2 separate regions of the Mus musculus genome follow, and region 1 is linked to region 2. Evidence: chromatin contacts called from public Micro-C data. All regions are on one chromosome and are shown on one strand. The core of a region is the stretch at or near the end of the contact, and the rest is flanking DNA. Distances in the headings are between cores, read along the strand shown. Region 1 holds the start of Luzp1 (leucine zipper protein 1). Region 2 holds the start of Gale (galactose-4-epimerase, UDP).

Region 1 (4,377 bases), core at 1,832-4,331, 510 kb before region 2:
TTACTTCATCTCTTATGCTCAGCATTAAATATTTAAGGTTTCCCTATTTCCTACCAACCTGGCATACAGACACCCTAGTGTTTATTCTGATTTCACAGTATAAAATCTAAGCGCAGAAACCTAACCTTCCTTGGGATCAATCTGTTACCAATTCCTTAAAATTTAAAAGAATAAAGGTAATCACTTCACAACTGTACAACTCTATAACTTTAGCAAAGCTCAAACTATACACCTAACACTGGCTAATTATATCTTATATAAATTATATATCAATAACATACATTCATTCACTCAGCAAATAAATTTTGTCGATTATGTGCATCAAAATTTGTAGCAAATCCTGCAGGTTGGATTATCTGAGTCACACAAGCAGTGTGCTTTACTGAGTTATTACTGTCCCAAAACTGTTACATGAAAATGTTTTAATTTCTGGATCCTGAATGTCACCTTAATGGTGGCCTCTACTGTAGGATCATTACAACTTTCTACCAAGTTCCATTATATAGATGAAATTATGAGCAACGTAATACATTCATTGTTTTAATCCAACATAAGCAAAACATTAAGCATCTACTATATAAAGTATATATTTTTATATAGTCTTTGTACCAAAAAACATGCCACCAAAGCATACTGACAACACTCTGGAAGAAGGCTACTTATTGTAAAATACTTGAGTGACTTACTCTAAGGACCTCAGTGACCCAGTGGGCTGACTTAAAAATGCAGAAACTAAGTTCCTCAGTTCCCAAGGCAGCATGGTGGAGAGAACTGTGGGCTTTCCAAGCTGACTTGACTTTTGAATTCCAGTACCACTACTTACTGATTATATGCATGAGCTTGGGATAGTCACTTTTACATTCTGACCTTCAATTTGCTCAACTAGCACTTCACAGGCTTGCAATGACTACGTAATATACTCAATACTCAGTATTATTGAATGACAACTCAACAGTATGAGTTTCCTTTCTTGGTCTTCAGGCTTTAAAAAAAAATATGGAGGAAGGCTAATTAACAAACAATCCATGTTATGGGAACTAGAGAGAGGGCAAAATGTTTAAGAACCCTTCTTGCTCTCCAGAAGACCAAAGTTCAGTTTCCAGCACACATGTCAGGCATCTCCCAACCATAGCTGCCTATAACAAAAACTTGAGAGGGATCTGGCCTCAGAAACACCTGAACTCATGTGAGCATTCCCATACACAGGAAGACAAATCTTTTTTAAACTCCATGTTATTAGTGGATGGTCAGCTGTGAACCTATACTTCCTGCCTTCATAGTCCAATCCATCCCTTACCCATCCCACTATTTCTAGTTTTTCAAACTTTAGCTGCTATGTTTAGAAAAGTGATTTAATTTTAGAAACCTGGAAAATTCTTCCGAGTAAATTGAGCAAAACCTTAATCTGCCCCAAGGGGAAATTCTGTGCAAAACAATTATTTCTAACAAGAGAAGAATTTTCTAAGGGGGTTATAGAATTTAACCACACAAATGCCACCAAAGCTGCACACAAAGTGACAGAAGGCAATCTGGAACATACTGTACAGATTTTCCCAGAGGAAATAGCCTCCCCTCATCTGGGGTTGCTAAATCTTCCTAGGTGATCTGAATTCTTCCCGGCTCTGTCACTAGTCCAGATCCTTAAGCCAGAACCACAGACAGCAGTTGGAAAAAAAAATAAAATAAAAAGGACAAAAAGAAATACCCTGAACAAACCCCAAATCTCAAAAATATCTTCCAAAAGGCACTGAGGTCCAGAGAGTTATTTTCTCCTGAATGGACAGAAAAGCCACCACGAGGCGCTCAGAAGCACAATCCTTTCCCCCAAGGTCATTCAAGTCATCGAAGGTGCGACAGAGAATCTGCAAGCTGCTCGGTTAAAGAACACTGCGGAGATTTTTTTTTTTTTTTTGGAGGTGTGTGAAGGGGGATGGGGGGGGGGGCTGCCTGCTCTCTTCCCCTCTCCCACCCCGAAGTGTGAGCACCCGCCTCGGCATTTCCGAAACAAGCCACAACAAGCTCTGCAGTGTTAGGAAAGGGGCTGACGCGATGAAGAAACAGATGCTCCATAGCAAGATGGGTCTTTCTCGGCCGGCTGAGGCTCCTGCGAGGTAATTAGCAGAAACCGCAGGCACCTCGGAGAGGTCCCCACCGGGCTGCGGAACCCACCAGCCCCGCCGTGCCAGTGCCCGTGCCCGGGACGCCGGCTTCCACCTCGCTAGTCGCCTGGCCAGCCGCAGGCCAAAAGCGGCTCCCGAAACCGCACTTCATTCCTGCGCTTCGGGAAGCCATGGCTCCCTTCCCTGCCGGGCCGCGGGGCGGGGTGCGCGCTGCGGAAAGTTCACCGCGGCGGCGGGAGGGGGCCGGCGGCTACCCGAGTGCCCCTGCAGATTCCACCATTAATTAGTCCTCGGGACTGTCGACTGGCAACTTAAACAAAGCGAATGCCTCGAATTCCTTCCCGGGCCGCGGCGGTCTGGCCCGCGAGACGGGAGCAGCGCGCCGGCGGGAGCCGCGCGGGCGGGCGGGCGGGCCGCAGCCCCGGGGCCGACAGCTGCGGACGCCCCGGGGCCGCCGCGGGCCTCTCCCCGGCCCCCCGCGCGTCGCGTCCCGCACACCGGCCGCGGCCCTTCCTGTCCGCTCACTTCCTTCCTCCCGGCTCGCCGCCCCGCGGAGCCCGGCGAGGACCCCGACGCCTCCCTCCCTGGCCGCCACAGCCGCGCTCGCCCTCACTCGGCGTCTCCCCAGTCTCCTCAGAAACGTCCCTCCCCCTCCTCAGGAAGAAAAAAAAATCTCTGAGTCTCTCCCTCCAACTCCAGCCACACTCTCTCCGGCTGGCCCACCGGAGACCTCCCCTTCCCGGCTCCGCTTCCAGAACCCGCGCGCACTCCCCGCCGTCCCCGGGACACCCCGGCCGAGACCCCCTCACCCCCGGCACACAAGCCGGACTCCCAGGCCGCCCGCCTCGCCACACTCCCGCCGCCGCCTCACCTCAGCGGCTGCGGCCCGCGCTCCCGCCGCCGGAGGATCCGGCGCTCCGCTCCCAGCGGCCGGCGCCTGCTCAGGCTCCCCCAGACTGACAATGAGGGGCGGGGCCTTGTGTGGCGTCAGCGCTCCGGGGCGGGGCGTATGCCAGGCCACGCCTCCTTTGGTCCTTTTTTTAAGCCCTCCCACTTCCAAGCCCAAGGTTTGAACCCAGCCAAGTTTTCATTGCCTTCCTAGCTAGGTGCCCCGGACCTGGGCTAGGCTCCGGAGGAAACCTGACTTGGAAGGCAAGACCGCGCTCAAAAGAAACGCTTTCAGAGACGTTGGGAGGGTGCAGTAAAATCGTCCATGCAAAGGGATTAGGGCCTGAAATGAAGTCATCGCTCAACCAAACACCTCTTACTCAGTGAGTGTGGAGAAGGGACTGGGCGTGGCTCAGAGGTCATGACTTCTAGTCCCACTGGCTCCACATTCATTCCTCAGGTGCTGCCAGGAAAGTCCTTTCCCATCTATATCCCTTACTTTTCCTTCTTTAAAATGGGAATCGGCAGTGGGCCACATGGTCTCAAAAAGTCCCCCCAATGCCTTCTATGTACAAAGTACTAGGGCCAAGAGAACCCCTGGGGGGAAGTGGACTTTGAAGGTAGCTCAGGACCTAAATCCTGCAGCGCACAGGCCACATTCAGAGACGTTCTGTGGGCGCCCTCCCACGCGCTGGCACCCAGCAGCCTGCACAAGCCGGGACACAGATGGCTAAGAGCTGCTTCCTCTCTGACTGCAGGAGTATGGCTGGTCTCTGGAGACGCCTCTTGTGTAAGCTCTTTATTGCCTATGGAACAAAGGCCAAATCCATGGCCTGGTATTCTCACTTCCTACCTTCATACACACGCTCTGAAGTTTACCCAAACTTCCCTTAGCACACCCACCGCTTTCCCACATCCGCCCTTCTGCTTGTCACCTCATCTCCTGTGTGCGTCCTCCTATTTCTCCCAAGGCAAAAAGACCAACCCTCTTTGCTCTCTGTACCTGGTGGCATTGACTCCAGCTCTCACAGGGCCGTGGATACATTATAACTTGTATCCTGTTGACCTCCAGCTGGGTGTGGCAGTGGCACATTCCTATCTTTAATCCCAGCACTCAGCAGGCAGGTGCATTGCTAGTTTGAGACAAGCAGGGCTACAAATAAGAAAACATGTCTTAAAAAATAATGCCATCCATGGCCATGAGCGCTGGTAGGCAAATGCTGAAGAGGGTGAAACAGGAGAATCACACATTTAGGGCCAACCTGGAGTACCCTTTGGGGCTGGGGATACAGTTCTGTTGGTAGAGCATTTGTCTAGTATGCACAATGCCCTGGCTTCAATCACAAACACTGCATAGTTGGATGTGGTA
Region 2 (4,148 bases), core at 64-2,563:
TAGGACATCAGACACACCATGCTGTCTAGTTCCTGTTGACAGAGGGTGGGAAGATGGGCCTTTTGAAGACCCACCCTTCCTGCCTCCATGTCTGGAGTATGGACAGTCTCGGGCAGAAGAACATCGCTTAAGAATGGGAGGCTAGGATACAGAAAAAGGGACCTGTCCCTGTAAACTGACACCTTTTCCCCGGAGCAAAAGGTTCCTGGGTTTGATGACTAACATCTAGTGCTCCAACAACCCTTCCCCTGGAAGGTCAGTTGGGAGGAAGCAGTAAGAACGCCAAATGGCCTCAAGGGTGGGGTCCTTAGCCAGGAAGGCTGTGCCCAGCTCAGAGGCTGCAGTGCCAACAGCCCTGGAGTGGGTAGGGCTTCACCCCACCCTGGGGCAGCCAATAGCTCAGCTTTGGCCCAGCTGACTTGGAGCCACAGATCCCGCCCAAGGAGGGCAGCACCAAGTGAGCCGGTGTCGACGTGGATTTGGCTCGCTCTCCGCTGCCAGGTGTGCATCCCCACCCTGAGCAAACTGCTGGGCGGACAGAGAGGCAGTCCACACAGTGAGGCCTTTCATTTTCACGACCTGGCTCGCTGCCGTCTTTCTCCGAGCTGCCTCAAGTTTCTGCTGGGGTTATTCTGCTGCAGCCCACTGGACGGGGCGTCCAGTGCGACCCAGAATCACTACCCCGCACTTGTGCGTTATTTTCCCAACATCTGGATGTGGCAGGTGTTTCTACCAGCCCTGGGTACTAGGGTCTGAGCCCAGAGGCAGTCGGCCTGGGGTCACACAGCAATAAGAACTGACTAAGGGGGATCCCCGAGACTATGCCCCGCGACTCCCTGCAGCTCCCGCATTGCGCGAAGACGCGGGGAGGCGGTCGCTGAGGGGACTCTGGTGGCAGAAAGGCTGCTCTGAGGTCGCTCCGCTCCGGACTAGGGGATGACCTTGGTCAGCGGTCCCCTCCTCAGTTTTCCCTGTCTGTACAAGGCAGGAGAGCGGATGCTGGGTCTCAGCAGCCTGGGCGAGGCGGAGCTTAGCTCTGGACTTCGGGTCTGGGCTGGGAGCAGGAGCGGGGAGCCGAGCCCCGAATGAATGGGCTCGGGTGGCCCCCGCTACGGTTGCGGAAAACGCGAGCAGAAGGGGTGAGCCTGGCCCTGTTCCGAACACGAACCGACCCTCTTGGAACCTCCTCGCTCCCCACCAAGCATTGGCCCTTCCGAGCTCACTAAGCCCTTCATTCTACCGGCCGAACCTGCGGAAGCTCCAGCGCTGACTCCAGGCACCGCCTCCCGCGACCAGCGCCGCGGCCCCTTTAAGACCTGACAGCCCAGCCCGACCCCGCCCCTCCACGCCCTCCAGGAAACGTGTGTACTGGGTTACTGCCTGGACGGCAACCCTGGAGGGACAAATGGTCTGCACAGGCTTTAAACGCCTGCGCAGTGCGCTTCCATCGAGGGCGGAAATGAGGGGTGCGGACGCCATCCGGTTACCGGCGGGCTGTTGAGGAGAAACAAGGTCGGGACTGGGCCCTTTCTAGTCCCTCCACTCAGAGCCACTGTTTGTGTCAAACCCTTGGTCGGGCAGCTCCAGTTGGAGGACATGGCTGGCCCGGGCTGCGTCCAAGTTCACGTGGGAAGAAACCCGCGATGGCGAAGGAACCTTGACATTCACAGTAGCAATTGCTGTGCCCATCGCTGAGCCGCTGCCTCCCTCCCCCAAAGCTGTGTTTGCGCACCTGCCCCCGTATAGGGACTCAAGACACTTTTGTCTCGGTTTAAGATACAAAGCGGGACCGGGCGGTGGTGGCACACGCCTTTAATCCCAGCATTCGGGAGGCTGCTCCTGCAGAGGCCCCGAGTCCTGTTTCTGGCACCCACATACCTACCGCCTCTCATTACATAGGATGCCATGCCCGCTTCTGACCTCCGTTGCACATACCATACATAGCTGGCATTCTCTCACAAATACATAAATGAAGCTAAATCTTTCCTGGTAGTACAGGTCTTCAGGCCCAGCAGAATTTCAGTGAGTTTATGAAAAGGGAAGCTGAAGATAGCTAGCGCGTGAATAAATAATAATAATAATAATAATAATAATACTGTCAAGTTGACCATTGTGGAAGTTTGTTATCTCACTGGAAGCAGATACAGATGGATCCCTGGGGTTCACTGGCCAGCCAGCCTAGTCTCCTTAGCTAGTTCCAGACCAGTAAGAGATCTATCTTCCTGATCTATCTTCCTGCTCTGGAAACAGGCACGTTCTCAGAAGCGAGTCCTAGGGTGTTCCCCACAGCAATGATTTCCAGTCAGTGGTCTGGGGGCTTGGGTGTGGCGATGGAAGAGATCCAAAGATGAACCAGCCACAAAACCTTCCCTCTTCCCTCAGAGCAATTTTACTCCTCCACCCATAAACACACGTTTGAATGTTATATTAGAAAATTAAACCTTTAATTACATAAGCTGTTTTCAAAAAAATCACACACAGAGTGGAGATTTCGTTGGCAGATGACCACAGATGCAGATCAACCCCCACCATTCCAGCAAATGCTCTGCTGGCATAAGGGGAAACTGCTCTCTGTCCTCAGAGGTAGAACAAAGGCCCTGCGGCGGTGGACATCAGCTCTGTTGGCAGGCAGACTCACCCAGGGCCATCCCAAGCAAGTGCTTAGGCACAGCTCTGGGGAGCTGGCCCAGGCCAGGCAGCTCTAGCCCTTATCATCAGGGACAGGGACCTCTGTGATGCCGGCTCATTTGCTCTCATTCCATCTCTTCATCCAGGAATCATTGTATACACCCAATTCCCTCCGTTCTGGTTCAGGCGAACGAGGGTCTCAGAGCTTGCAGGTGGCCTGTGCCACTTTGGAACTAGTTTTTCTGTTAAGGGCTTGACAGATGAAGTCCCCAGCTTCTAGAAGTTTCTGGAGGTTCACACCCTTGAAGAAGTAAGGAATAAAGTAAGGCAAACAGACCATAGACAGCTGTTGACATGGGAAGGGGAAGATGACAGCAAACAGGCCCCTCCTGCAACAGTTGTGACCACTGTCTGGGGCTGTCTCCAGCAGGCGGTTTGTGGAAGGGACCTTATTAGTGGTGTCCCATCTCCATGTTCAGGGTCCAGCCTGCCCCACAGGAACTGTGATGTCCATTCGTTGGCCTTTGTGTCTCTTTCCCTGTGCTGAGACTGTCCCCAGACCATTGCTAATGCTAGAGAAGGTCTCACCTACTAGACCACTCCCTCACCCAACTCGACTGTAACAGTAAGTCCAATCTGCTAGCCGGCCATTACTGAGTGCCAAGCACGCTACAGTTTCTTCTGATGCTACAGATTGGTCCAGGGTGTCTCCACTGACCTATGCTTCTGGCCATGCGTTTTCTTAATCCTGTGACAGTGGAGAGCACACGCACCGTTGTTACTCGGGTTTACAGAGATGAAATACTTGGAAGTCGAGCAGCCGGGGTGGAAGAGATCTGGGCTTTCAACCATCAGACCTCAAAGCTGAGATGTAGTGTGACCTCTGTGCCACCACCGAGGTCCCACAGAGTCCAGTGGAGCCCTGTGTGGCTAATTTCACAGTGTGCCCTTGTTCATAGAGAAAACAGTCTGGGGGAAGTGACTCACTGCAGGTCACAAAGCTGCCCCCTCTTAGGGCTCCTTCCACTTTCTGGGGGCCTCCTGCGACTGAAGTGTGGATGTCACCCTGGGATCTTGGCCTCCTATGCTCATGATCATATCCAAGCAGACCAACCTCTCTTCTGCCACGCTGCTTCCTCTCTGTTTCCTCTGCCGGAGACCTCTCTCTTCATTCCCTTTTTTGGTTGGCTCATTCTCACCCTTGGGGTCTTAATCTCCTCCCTCTAAGGCCACCAACAGAGCCTCTCCTGCTCAGGCCCTTGTCTACTGGTTATTAATACACACACCCCAGGCTGCTCTGTCAGGACTTCAAACCCCACAAGGGCTCCTACTCCAGATTGCTCACTCTCACCTCTCCTAGATAACTCTCAGAAACAGAAAGCTTCCACAAGCCCTGCTTAAGCTCCATCAACCCTAAGCATGCCGGGCACATCAGTCCATGGACTCTAGGTAAGCCCTGGGTAGTTGAGGGATGTCACCACCAGGGGGCAGGCTGGCTTACCGTGTGAATCCCTAAGCCA

The links. Hi-C and Micro-C count contacts between places; a contact is called where the count stands out from the background.
Region 1: a contact with region 2 is called in a Micro-C map of embryonic stem cells, with 2.2 times the contacts expected there. The contact joins the promoter of Luzp1 here to the promoter of Gale in region 2. A contact is called at or near these places in 2 of 484 Hi-C or Micro-C datasets (both in embryonic stem cells) and 2 of 115 datasets of contacts at active chromatin or transcription factors (memory CD8 T cells and pancreatic cancer cells).

What each region holds. Positions count from the first base shown.
Region 1 is chr4:136,468,465-136,472,841 of GRCm38.p6, reverse strand. Luzp1 (leucine zipper protein 1) reads right to left here and starts at 3,081. Exons shown (of 5, transcript NM_024452.2): 1 at 2,992-3,081.
Region 2 is chr4:135,960,890-135,965,037 of GRCm38.p6, reverse strand. It overlaps Gale (galactose-4-epimerase, UDP), which reads right to left and starts at 1,313. Exons shown (of 11, transcript NM_001356493.1): 1 at 1,250-1,313. Hmgcl (3-hydroxy-3-methylglutaryl-Coenzyme A lyase) reads right to left here. Exons shown (of 9, transcript NM_008254.3): 8 at 4,130-4,148; 9 at 2,370-2,929. The coding sequence ends at 2,828.